2 separate regions of the Mus musculus genome follow, and region 2 is linked to region 1. Evidence: chromatin contacts called from public Hi-C data. All regions are on one chromosome and are shown on one strand. Each heading gives the region's core, a stretch centred on a gene start, on an enhancer-like site or on the middle of the called end of the contact. The rest is flanking DNA. Distances are from core to core; before and after follow the strand shown. Region 1 overlaps C230014O12Rik (RIKEN cDNA C230014O12 gene). Region 2 has its middle 23 kb from the start of C230014O12Rik.

What was found. Hi-C and Micro-C count contacts between places; a contact is called where the count stands out from the background.
Region 2: a contact with region 1 is called in a Hi-C map of the N1E-115 cell line, with 4 times the contacts expected there. The contact joins two enhancer-like sites. A contact is called at or near these places in 2 of 484 Hi-C or Micro-C datasets (the N1E-115 cell line and large pre-B cells).

What each region holds. Positions count from the first base shown.
Region 1 is chr2:34,023,717-34,029,781 of GRCm38.p6, forward strand. It overlaps C230014O12Rik (RIKEN cDNA C230014O12 gene), which reads right to left. Exons shown (of 4, transcript NR_130173.1): 3 at 2,083-2,241. Among named protein-coding and RNA genes, the nearest start is that of Gm39793, 64 kb to the left of the region's middle. Within about 2 kb of position 3,830, at least 40 of the 459 cell types and tissues checked have an H3K27ac peak or open chromatin away from gene starts, as enhancers often do. A contact at or near this core is called in the N1E-115 cell line, where this site is marked.
Region 2 is chr2:34,127,474-34,134,098 of GRCm38.p6, forward strand. No RefSeq gene overlaps it. Among named protein-coding and RNA genes, the nearest start is that of C230014O12Rik, 23 kb to the left of the region's middle. Within about 2 kb of position 2,123, at least 7 of the 459 cell types and tissues checked have an H3K27ac peak or open chromatin away from gene starts, as enhancers often do. A contact at or near this core is called in the N1E-115 cell line, where this site is marked.

The DNA of each region.
Region 1 (6,065 bases), core at 2,580-5,079:
TATTAAATAATTTATGTTTCCCCTACTGATTTGAAATGCCACTTTCATTATATAATAAATAGCTATGCACACCTCAGTTATTTTCCTGCGTCGGCTCATTTGTTTAATTATGCCGATTTTACTGTTTTGTCTTATTATATAAATCTGCAAGGTGTTTTGGCTTATTCATTCACTTATTAACTCACTGGAAGTGTTGTGAGCGTGTGTATGTATGTGTGTGCTAGTATGTATGTATGTGTATATGTGTGAGTGTGTGTATATGTGTGTATGTGTGTTATGTGTGTATATGTTTGTGAGTGTGTGTATGTGTGTATATGTATATATATATATATATATGTGTGTGTGTGTGTGAGTGCATGTATGTATATATGTGTATGTGAGTGTGCATGTGTGTTACTGTGTGTATGTATATGTGCATATGTGAGTGTGTATGTGTGCATGTGTGTTAGTGTATATACATGTGTGTGAGTATCTGTGAATGTATGTGTATGTGAGTGTGTATGTGTGTGCATGTGTTAGTGTATGCACGTGTGTGTGAGTGTGTGTATGTGAGTGTGTATGTGTGTGCTTGTGTTACTGTGTGCATGAGTGTGTGTACATGTGTGTGGGTGTGCATATATATGTGTGTGCATGTGTTAGTGTGAGTGTGTATATATGTGTGTGAGTATGTGTATGTGTGTGTGAGTGTGTGTATATGTGTGTAAATGTGTGTATGTGTGTGTGAGTGTGTGTAGTTGTGTTTCTGAGGCATGTGTAGCCCTGTGTGTGTTTGCTTACTTTTGTTTTCCTTTTGAGGCAGGGTCTCACGCAGCTCAAGCTGGCCCTGAACTCCATATGTAGCTAAGGATGACCTTGAACCTTGATTCACCTGCCTCCACCTCCCAAGTGCTGGAGTGACCGGTGTGCCCCACAAGGCCCAGCTTTTGTGGTGCTGGGCTTGGTGCACGTGCCCAAGTGTTCTCCTAGGCTCACTCACTCAGTCTGTGGATGGGAGCTATTTTAGAACAGCGTGGACAGTGGGCAACGGAACACCTCGACACCTGCATTTAAATGTCTGACCTCAGAAGCTCCTCCTGCCCTGATCAATTTCATTTATTAAGATGTTCTTAGCCGTTCTTGTCTATTTATAACTCCCAATGAACTGATGTTGCAAGAAAATACATTTGGGATTTCATTGGAACTGAATTAAATGTATGGATTAATCTTAATGGAATTGACAATTTTTAATCTTCTTTTCCACCGGCCCAGCCGGCTGTGCTTTTATGCAGTCAATTCTCATTTTCATGTGAAGTTTTAGCCTCACACATTTATGACTGAGCTTGTTGTTGGATATTTTCTGTCTTTGTGGCTATTGTGAATGTCATCTTTTCCCATCATACATTCCGGGTGATTAATGTAAGTACACAGCAAAGCCATTGATTTTTTTGAATATTTCTTTCAAGTCAGCATTTACTGAATTCCTGATTAATTGTAATAGTTCCTGCTTGTTCTTTCAAATTTCCTAGGTAAATAATCACATAATGTGATTGCCCCCTTTACTTTCTTTTGATCTTATCATATACATACATACATACATACATACATATATATGGTAATAGAATATATGTTACATACATATATATGATAATAGAATATATGTATATATTTCTTTCTGCATTAGTCAAGGCAAGCTTTCTGAGACATGAGGAGCAGTACTGAGCAACCAGTTTTCCCAGGGGAAGCAGCCCTGATAAGGGGCTCTGGGCAATTTCTGTGGTGTAAATTCTCCCATCACAGCAGGCCTTCAGTTGCTGATGGGATGTCACTAGATGTGGAATTTATAAAGAGACACGTGGCCTCAATGTGAGGTGGTCTTCAGGGAAGAACACAAAAACAAAATAACAAAAAGAAAAGTTGGAAAACACATGTGTGCACGCGCACACACACACACACACACACACACACACACACACACAGAGGACCAGTTGCAATGAGCATTACCTCTTCCACAGTAGCTCTAAGAGCGCCTGTGACACACTCCACTCTACTTGTTCAATGGGGAAGGGTGGAATAGTGGCCATTACAAAAGGATGGCAAGATCACCTGGTGCAGCTGCATTCCTCTGAGTCCTGCCTCCCTGACACTCTTCTCTCGGGCAATACAGTCAGATTTGAACTGGATTCCCAGAGTTCCGGTGTTGTTCATCTGTTCCCCAGCTGGTGGCGCTATTGATAGGTGGATGAACCCTTTAGGAGGTGGAGTCTATTTGGAGGAAGTAGGTCATTAAGGGTGAGTCTTTGAAGATGATATTGTGACCTTGCAACCCACCCTCCACCCCCCACCCCCCATCCCCTCAGCGCTTGCTGGCCCCCATGAAGTGAGCAGCCTCCTCTATCATAGAGACTTGGCACGATATCCTGCTCCACCTCAGACTAAAGCAATGGACGCCAGCCAGCCACGGGCTGAACTGTGTCCAAATTAAACTTTGCATCTTTTCAATTGTTTTCCTTGGGGTATGTGTCCAGGAGGTGAAGAGGTCACAAACACTCGGACAGCTTCTGTGCTCCTCAACCCCTCCCTCTCTTTTCCCGGGACTGCTGAAGTCACAGCTCCTCCAATTGGGCTTCATCCTGCCTCCTTTTGGAGGGTAAGAGGTAGTAGAACTTTCTCCTGGCCCACCCAACCATACCAAGTCCAAACTGGAGCCCCTGTCCTGTCCTGGTGGCTCTCATCAACACGCTCTTTGCCTACAGATCGAGCAAATAGCGGTTCATGAGGTTCAGGTATCCGTTTCTCCCTACTGTACCCCAGGGCCAGAATTCCCAGGGGAATGGCCTCCCTGATGGCCCTGTTCTCTCAGTAAATACCTTTGCCCACTGCTTAGAAGATCTAGTGTCTTCTACCCCTTCATCAACTGTGCCTTTCATGGTCACCAACAGTGTTGCTCAGACACGTGACCCTGTTCTTCTGAGTCCCAGAAGCGTTGACTCCACCCTCCTCTTGAGACACTCCAGTGTAGTGACTTTCCTTCACCATCTCTGCGACTCCATTTCTGCCTTCCGTCTCCACCCTCTCAGCGTCCTTCAAGATGCCCCTCCCCTACTTTCCCAGTGACCCACCCCTCTTCCTGGCCAGCTAACCACGCATGGCACGTGTTCAGCTCACCGTCGTACTCTCTCCTTTAACCATGTTAGCTAACCTTAAGTATGTCCGAAGCTCCTTTTTCTAATCTGTGAAGTAGGGTAACTGCTAGCTGCATGCTAACACTAACCTGGGGGTACATGCCCCCTGGGTAGGGCACAAAGGGGGCACCCGATGAACCTGACCCCTGGTGGTAGGTTTTATTATCATCCTTCTTGGTCATCTGGAGGGAGAAGGCTACACGAAGGAGGTAAAGCCATCACACGCCACACAGTCTGTGGGACCTGTTGAAGCCCTCCCCACAATGTGGAAGGGGAGATTTCTGAGCTCAGACAGGGACTGTGGGGAGGAGTCAGGGATTCGGGGGGAGGAGTCTACTCTCCAGCAATGCGCAAACTCTGTGCTCTTCTTGTTCCTCTGTCACCAGGGCCTATATTAAGATCATCAAATGTCAGCACAGACGCTTTAACTGCTAATGTGAGTGTGAAAGACAGGTGGATTGCAGGTGTGCTGGTGGGAAGAGAGAAGTCAGGAGGTAGAAAAAGCAAGGAGGGGGCAGAGGGTGAAGGTAGAGAAGCCGGCTTCAGTTCCGTGGGAGCCACAAGATGTGTGTTGCGCGGCAGACAACAGACCTGTAGAGACAGGATCAGTCTGTGGGCTGCTGGCTCCAGGGGCAGCCTGGATAGGCTGGGCTGTGGGTACAGCTCTGGCTCTATGAGACTGCAGGGAGTCTGGGCTTCACACCCCTGCAGCGACTCTCACTTAATGAGTGAAAGGCAGTAGGGTAAAGAGCCCCCCTCTGGAAAACAGACTGTCTGCAAAGGCGGCTGTCAAAGCGAGGCCCCGTTGCTAAGGGAACCGCCTGGGAAGTCAAGAGATGAAGTCACCCCACCTCTCCAGCAAGCTTGAGGTTCAGAAGGGGCCTGGCATTCCAATCCATGTCTGCACTGGTGCCTCTCTGGCCAGGCTTCCGAACCTAGGCGGGGCTGAGATCTTGCCTTCCATGACTGCCCACGCCTGGCTAGTCATTAGTCCAATGGTTGACCAAAGAAACTTGGCTAAGCACTAAGAGGCACAGAGGCTCAGGAGAGCCTGCAGGAGGTCAGTCTGGTACCAAAGGGGCCACAGCACCCCAGGGACTCAGGACTTTAATTAAATCCAGAGGGAAGCAGCTCTAAGCTGACGTGAGGATGGAACCCTTAGGATAGGCAAGAAAACTACTGTCTTAGATGCTTTACTACCATGACCAAGCCAACTTGGGGAGGAAAGGGTTTACTTAGGGTCTGCCTCCACATCATACATCACTGATGGGAGTCAAGACAGGAACTCAAACAGGGCTGGAACCTGGAGACAGGAGCTAATTGCAGAGACCATGGGCAGACGATGCTTACTGGCTTGCTTAGCCCGTTTTCTTCTAGAACCCAGGATCACCAGCCCAGGAATGGCACCACCCACAATGAGCTGGGCCTTCCCCACCGCACCCCATCCCCCATCAATCACTAATTAAGAAGGGTTTATTTAGCTTATGCTCCACATTACTGACTACAGGTTTGCCTACATCCTAACCTCATGGAGGCATTTTCTCAATTGAGGCTCCTTCCTTTCCAATGTCTCTAGCTTGTGCCAAAGTAACGAACCAGCTGGTTTAATAAAACTAGCCAGAACAAGCACTAAAGTTTGAACACAGCCAGCCTCAGTGGGGGAGCCTTGAAACTTACAGAGGTGGCTTCTCTCCAGAGAGTCTGACATCTGCGGGGAGCAATCCAGGACAGCGTGGTCTTTCATCCCTACACTCATGGCTATGCTCATGGTCCACCAAGTCTGAGGACCCCTGGGCATGGCCCTGTCTAGACATCCCAAAGACCTACTTACTCGTTTTGTTACTATATGAATATTTTTATAAAGGAAAGCAGAAGACTTGCTTAGTCTCCGGTGGAGGCCATGTTGGCATTATACCCCCAATCAGGTCTTGGGAAGATCTATTGAAAAGAAGGAGCCTTGGCATTGGGGCCAAGCAGAACAGACAGCAAAGGCAAATCCTTGCTGCCATGCCCTCCCCAGGTAACCTGGGGGCAGTTCCTCACAGTCCTTATGCCTGAGGGTCAGTGTGAACATAGGGAGTAGATGTGGGGGCGTCTAGAGACGGTGCACACACAGCTGTGCATGACAACAAGACTCAGTAGTGATGATATCATGATCTTGAATTCCCGCCTCTCAGAGGATGACCCAGTCCTTTCCTGACACAGGTGCCAGCTTTCAACTCCCTTGGCATGTACCCCTTGCCCTTTGAGTGAGTCACAAACAACTTCCTCTCAAGACATGCTGAGTGGCTGGCACAGAGATGGCCAACCTGCCCTTCCTCCAGGAAGCTTCCAGTCTTAAGACTGGGGGTAGAAAACACTAGCAATGCAGACGCCAGGCTAGCAATGCAGGCACCAGGCTAGCAATGCAGACGCCAGGCTAGCAATGCAGGTGCCAGGCTAGCAATGCAGGCACCAGGCTAGCAATGCAGGTGCCAGGCTAGCAATGCAGGTGCCAGGCTAGCAATGCAGGTGCCAGGCTAGCAATGCAGGCACCAGGGTCATGATGCTCACAATGGAGCCTCCCAGCTCCCTGCTGCTTTGTCCCTGGCCCTGGCCCTCAAACACGCTGTTCCCTGTCCTACCAGCTCTTGGAAAGCAATATTGGAAACCAAATTCATGGGCTAAGACTGGACTCTGGCATTAGTCAGATGGGCACCATTCCAGTCCACACTCACGGGCCTGGAAGTGGGAGATGCACCTCACCTCGGTCTCGCAGCTGAGAACACGGGGCACACTGAAGCTCTGGCACGCAGCTAAGATGTGCCCCACCTGCACTGCACCTGAGAATTTGTGTCATAATTACTCCTTGTTCTCCTTGGCTCATGATGGAGCCAGTTCCTCTGCACTCAGGAAAAGGTGAAA
Region 2 (6,625 bases), core at 873-3,372, 100 kb after region 1:
CTCAGACATTGATGTGGGGATGAGAGGACACCACTAGGAACACAGACTCCAGAGCCACGGGGTTTGGTGGGCACCCCACTCAGCTGTAGCACTGAGTGATTCCCCTATCTTTTTTTCCTCATCTGTCTGACGGGGATAATGAGACTAACTCCCTACTACGGTTGATGGTATCACAGTGTCCCCAATCTGTCACCTTTCCCCACGGCCACACTCTTTGATTTTATAGTGTTCCCCCACCAACAGCACAAGAAACTCCTGTCCTCAGTGGCCCAGCATTAATTAAGAGCACACACTGCTCTTGCAGAAGACCAAAACTCAGTTCTACCAACACTGGGCAACTCACAACCACCAGTAACTCCAGCTCCAAGGGGATCTTTCACCCTCTTCTGGCTCCATAGACAACTGCACTCACATACACAACCCCACACACAGATACCTGCAACACACACAAATTCAACTGCTTTAAAATAGACATTGTTCCCCCATCTTGAGTTAGACCTGTTAGGACTCACATTGGCCACAGATCAAGAAGAAAGGAGAGAAGGGAGCCAGTTTAGAGCCTGAATGTTTCTCTCGTTGGCAGGAAAATAACATTCCAGAGCCAGGGCTGGCTCCTGAAGAGGAAGGCACAGAGCCCAGTCAAACACAGACAAGATCAGCTAAGGCCCAGGCAGCTGTCAACCAAATCTGTGACAGTAGATATTCCTTGCTTTATGCAACTGACATTTGGGGTTGTTTGTTATGCAGCAATTTTATGGTGAGTGCTGACTGATACACTTTCCTAACAAGAGTTAGTGGAAGATTGTTCAGTCAGGGCCTGAACAGCCTGAACTCCCTACTGGGGCACAGCAAGAATTCACTCAAGGTCTGGCTGCTTCTGTTGCTTTTGTTGTTGTTACTCTCCTCCACTGAGTGGGGGTGGGGTGGGTAGAGGTGGGGTGGGGGAGATGGGGGTGGGGGTGGGGGTGGGTAGGTGGGACATGGGAGTCAGAAGTCAGGAGACACAAGTCCACAATGTCCCGGCATTCATCACACCTTCTAGAAACAGCTCCAAGCCACAAGGCCCAGCGTGGAAGCAGCTGCTTTTATTGCACTTTTGAAATCCATTGTAATTAGAGGGTGAACTGGCTTCTGGCTTCCCAGACACCGTGAAACCAGCCGGGTCTGGGCCCCCAGGCAGAGGCTAAGCACTTTATAATCATCATATTTCCCATGAACCTTTGCTTTCAGTTCCTTCAAATTAAGTCTCAGCCCCAAAGCCATCGATTCCTTGTCTCTGGAGAGGTGGTTAAAGTCTACCTGGCAGAGTGGAGGCTTACACCTCCCTCGCTCAGGAGGTACTTCCACTGGGGGCCTGTCCGCTGCGTTGACTGACCAGGGACCCTGAGACTTGTCTTTCCATCACTGGCCAGTGAGAGGCTGTCTCACCAGGCAGCCACAGTTAGGCTACTGGACCCAGAGTGGCAGTGAGACATGCAGAAGGGGTCCAACCACCTTTCCCAGGCCCGGCTGTGCACTGCACGTTCCCAAGGACCCTTGCTGGTGGAGATTATTATCAGTCCAGGTAAAAGAAGGTGGAGCTCATATAATCTGCTTCCTGCCCCGTCCCTCTCCACAGAGACCCCAGGGTCAACTAAGAAAACACTAATCATCCCCTTATGTGATCAGGATCCCAAGATGGAAGCCTGGTGCCCTGGCAGCCCCTGAGAGAGCCGGAGGCACAGGAGAGTGTGAGAAGGGAGCAGTTTTAGAAAGAGCTTCGGGAGTGAACTTGGTGATTGACGATAAAAACCAAACGAACCTTAAACACATGATGAGAGAGAACGAAAAGCTGGTTCTGGCAACACTGGCAGCGAAGGGCCACATCCTGAATCCTTGCAAGCTGCAGGGACTCAGGGCCCAGCAACAGGGGAAGGGAGCTCATGGAAGCTGAGAAAGCAGGAAGAAGAAGGGAGGCTGGCAGGCCAGTCTGTCCTTCTGCAAACCCCACCTTCTTATCCATGGAACCCAGTGGCCTGGCACAAACGGGCACCTGCAGGATCCTGGGACTTGCTTCCTTCTGCCTGTGAGTCTCCTGGGCACCCGATCTGAATTCACTGCTCAGACCAGCTCACCCACGCTCTCTTCCAGACCCTGCTTTTTTCTCTATTTTCTCCAGAAAATCACCGGGAGGCTCTTGGGCGATGGACCCAGGCTTCCCACAAGTGCGTTATGCCTGCTCAGAGCCTCTGTATCTGCAATCAAGAATGGAGAACTGGGAATAGCCCAGGTTCTGGGCAAGATACCCCAGGGACAGCTGGGTGGCCTCTACTCAGGGGGGAGCTGCCTGACCCAGCGGTGTCCCCTCCCTTGCTGGAACTAAACCAACCAACCAAGCAGCCACTGTGAGGGGCTCTCCAAGCTGGGGATGTGAGTGTGTTAATTAATGAATTAGCCGTTTAATTAACATAATTAGGCCTCATTATTTTCCTTGCATCTATCGTCAATTTTCCAGCAATTAAAGCGAAGGACGGTGGCGGCCTCAAGATCCAGTTGTCAAGGCTGTCTTAGCTAGGGGTAGCATGCTGAGCCCGACCCTGGGCTCCAGGTAGCAGCCGCTGAGCCTGCGCACAAGCTCACGCATGCTCAGAGGGGAGGGTCTGAGTGTAAAGATTTGCTCATTCATTCATTGAGCTCCTACAGGCTTAATGCAGACAGTTATCACCAACACACACATGGACATTGAAACAAGTTGCTAGGAGAGCTAAGGTCAGTCACTGAGAGGAAGATACTCCCCACCCCGCCGGAAAAAAACAAACAAACGCATTATCACCAAGTTTGCTGGAGGCTGGAGCTGCGTGGAGACAGCACATTCTTGGTCCTCCCAGCTTGTGGCCCAGTCAGCCCGCTCATGAGCAGTTTCTGTTTATTCTTACCGTATATGATCTGTAGTGGGGTCCTGTAGCACTCCACTGGGAACACACCTAGGCAATCTGATGACACCTAAGTCAGTGGCTTTGAGAAGCAACTCCAAACCCCGGGGACTTGTCCCTGCGACTCTCCATTTACTTGACTTGATGTCCTTGCTCAGCTATAGAGACCACTGACCTCGGGGACTTGAGCACATGAGCTGCCACCTGGCTTCCAGGGGACAGGGCTATGTTTTTCTCTGACTTGTTTTATCTGCAAATGTTCAGCCACCATTCAGTGTGCTCAGTTTCCGTTCTCTGGTTTGATCTAGGAAATTCTATTACCTCCTTTTCTAGTACTGAAACAGGCCCCTCCACAGCTACACAGACACAGACAGACAGATAGACACATACAGATACACAGACAGACAGACAGACAGACAGACACATACAGATACACACACAGAGACATACAGAGACACACACATACATATACACACACAGACATACAGACACACAGAGAGACATACAGAAACACACAGAGACACACACATACAGATACACACATATAGACAGACACAGATAAACAGACACACAGAGATACATACAGACACACACAGAGATATACAGAGTCACACAGAGACACACACATACAGACAAACACAGACACACACAGATACATAGAGAGAGACACACACAGACATACAGACACACACACACACACATAGAGAAACACACATACAGAGAAACACAGACACACACAGATGCACAGGCACACACAAAGAGACACGAACAGACATACACACACACACACACACACACACACACACCTACATCAACTCAGGCCCTTGGCCAAGTGGTTTCTATATCAAATCCCTGGTAAACCGAATGAGGCGGAGCCTATGACCCAGCCCTGGAGACCAACATCTGGAGCTATAGCATCTGGACAGACGATTCAGCCCAGCCTCTGGGGGAGGCTGAACTATCTGCTCCTCCCTATTCCCAGCCCGTGATAGTCACCTCCTCAGAACACCAGGCGGGCGCAGAGACATGTGACCACAGGCTACAGTGACCGTGAGCAGAACCAGCTTCTCCAGCTTCAGTCCTCTGCCCCTGGGCTCCCAGTTTGAGGACTCATCGCCATCCTTTGCTGTGTGGCCTTAGGTGAGTACCTTCACCTCTCTGAGTCATTTTAATACATGAATGGCTCTAGGTACCTCATTGTATTGTCCCAGTCGGTCACCTGACCCTTTGTGCTCTGCCCATTTTTGATTGGTGAGCCCCATAGCCCCTCCCAAGAGTCCTTCTGTCTCTGGACTTGGATATGACTCCAGATTCTGGTATCCCCAATGCCTCTGAGCCTTGTCACCCCTGAAACACCATCTGTATCACAAGCAGTGACCTACCCTTCCTACAGTGTCTCCCATGGCCGCCTGTAGTATTGGTTTCTTCCCACAGTGGGCCTCTCTGCAGGTCTATGCTTGCAGCTCCCCCCCCTTAGCCTCAGGTTACAGATAAGAAAACTGAGGCTTATGCCCAAGAGCAGCAGCAAGTGCCCTGGACCTAGATGAGGCTGCAGTCCCTGTGGGGCAAGGCCCGCCCCAACCAGTTTGTTCTAGAACAAAGTGGGTAAGGCTGGTGTGGGCTGGTGTTCTTGGAGGTGTGAACTAGAAGGACAACTAGAGAAGAGGGTGTGTGTGAGGAAGCAAGAGAGCGAGCACAGCAGGTATCTGCAGGAAGAGGCTGGAATCTGCTGCTTCGTAGGCCCTAGGGTGGCCCTTAGCCTGCTGAATGGAGGACGTGAAATAGAAGCACAGGCAAGCTCACCCTCACCGCAGGGAGCTCCAGTGTGGTGTGGAATGCCGGGGTTTGTACTGTATTGAACTGGGCGGCCTGAGCTGAGAAGTGATTGGCTGGATTCTTAGAGACACTTAGTGAAGGGTAGAGAGGAGGCATGATGTGGCTCCAAGGCTACTGTGCTGGTCCAGGCTTCAGCCTAGCAGGCCGGGACAGGATACTGGAAAGAGCATCATGAGATGTGCATGGGAGCTGAGGATGTCCAAGCACAGCCCAGTGCCTTCTGGAGGATATACCGTGGGGTGCAGGGCAACTCCTGAGTGACTCCAGCAGAATGGGAATACAGCTGCCAGAGTGAAGATGGTGGCTTAGGGGTGAGGAGGGAAACTGAGTCATCACAGCGCACAGGTTCAGAGGCCAGTGCGGTCTCGAACTAAGGCCGAGGTTTGGGGATTTTTCAGCCAGGGTCTCAAGCACTGGGAAAGCAAGCACATGCTACCACAACCCGTTTAAAACATCTGCCTTTTTCCAGTTACTTATCACTCTGACCTGGATGGAGTGTGTGTGTGTGTGTCCTGTGTGTCTCTTAAGTCTTCACTGCATTTGTAAGAACAAAACATAGAACAGGCTCACATATAGCCTCTCACAGTCACCTTGTCCCCATAATTCTTTTTACCACAAGTGCAAATATTTATAATGTGTGTGTAATCCTTGGGGTAAAAGCTACCTAACCACAGGGCTGGAAAGATGGCCCAGTGGTTAGCAGCACTGGCTGCTCTTCCAGAGGTCCTGAGTTCAATTCCCAGCAACCACATGGTGACTCACCCACTGTAATGGGATCCAATGCTCTCATCTGGTATACATGAAGACAGTGTAGTCATATACATTAAACAAACAAATACATAATTTTTTTAAAAAAATAAATAAAGATGCCTAACCACACATTTGAGACAGAGACCATGGTCTCGGACCCTAAAAGTGATCATTTCCCAGACAATCAGGAGAGCTAACAGATGGAACCCAGAAACAAGACAGTCTGAGGGAAGACATGGGAAAAAACACAGCAGAGGCAAGGGTGGCTCGGGTCTCCTGGGTCCTGCTTAAAGCTCACCAACCCCTCCTATATGAGACAGACGGTCTAACCTGAGGCAAGGCCACAGGTGCTTGCTAGGCTTCACACCTGTTTATTAGGTGGTACTGTTGGCACAGGGGGCTTTTAACTGTAGCATCACACACACACACACACACACACACACACACATGAATGAATCATACAGAAAACTGTCCATGTTGTCTGTGCAGCCCAGATTGTCTGAACAGAGACCACAATTAGGCAACCCTTAAATTAACTGAAGGCTCTGGAGCCCTCTTCCTCACCACCCCACAAATGCCTGCCAATCTGCCTTCCTCAAAAGAATTCTCCATGCATAGAGCCCCCAGGTATGAGACTCATTCAGGTCATGTTGTGCTCTGTGGGACCATGGTCTGCGTTTGCACCGTTCTGCTCCAGTGGTATGTAGGACTCGGCAGGGCTACCCAGACTATGTCACTGCATTCTCTCTCTCTTTCTCTTTCTCTCTCTCTCTCTCTCTCTCTCTCTCTCTCTCTCTCTCTCTCTCTTCTCTCCCTCTCTTCTCTCTTTCTTCTCTCTTTCTCGATAGGGCTAGCCTGGAACACACTTTGTAGCTGAGGCTGACCTGTGAGGTTCTGATCCTCCCATTCAACCTCCTGAGTACTGAGTTTGCAGATATGCTCTGCCATGCCCAGTTTATGTGCTGTCAAGGTTGAGCCTGGGACTTCATATGTGCTAGGCAAGTCCTCTACCAACTGAGCTGCATCTAAAGCCTCTATGTGTATTCTTTATGTGTCCCCTAGTGCATGGCATGTGTGTGTGCCTGCTCTTCTATACACTCGTACAAAACACTGGGCCTTCTGTGTAC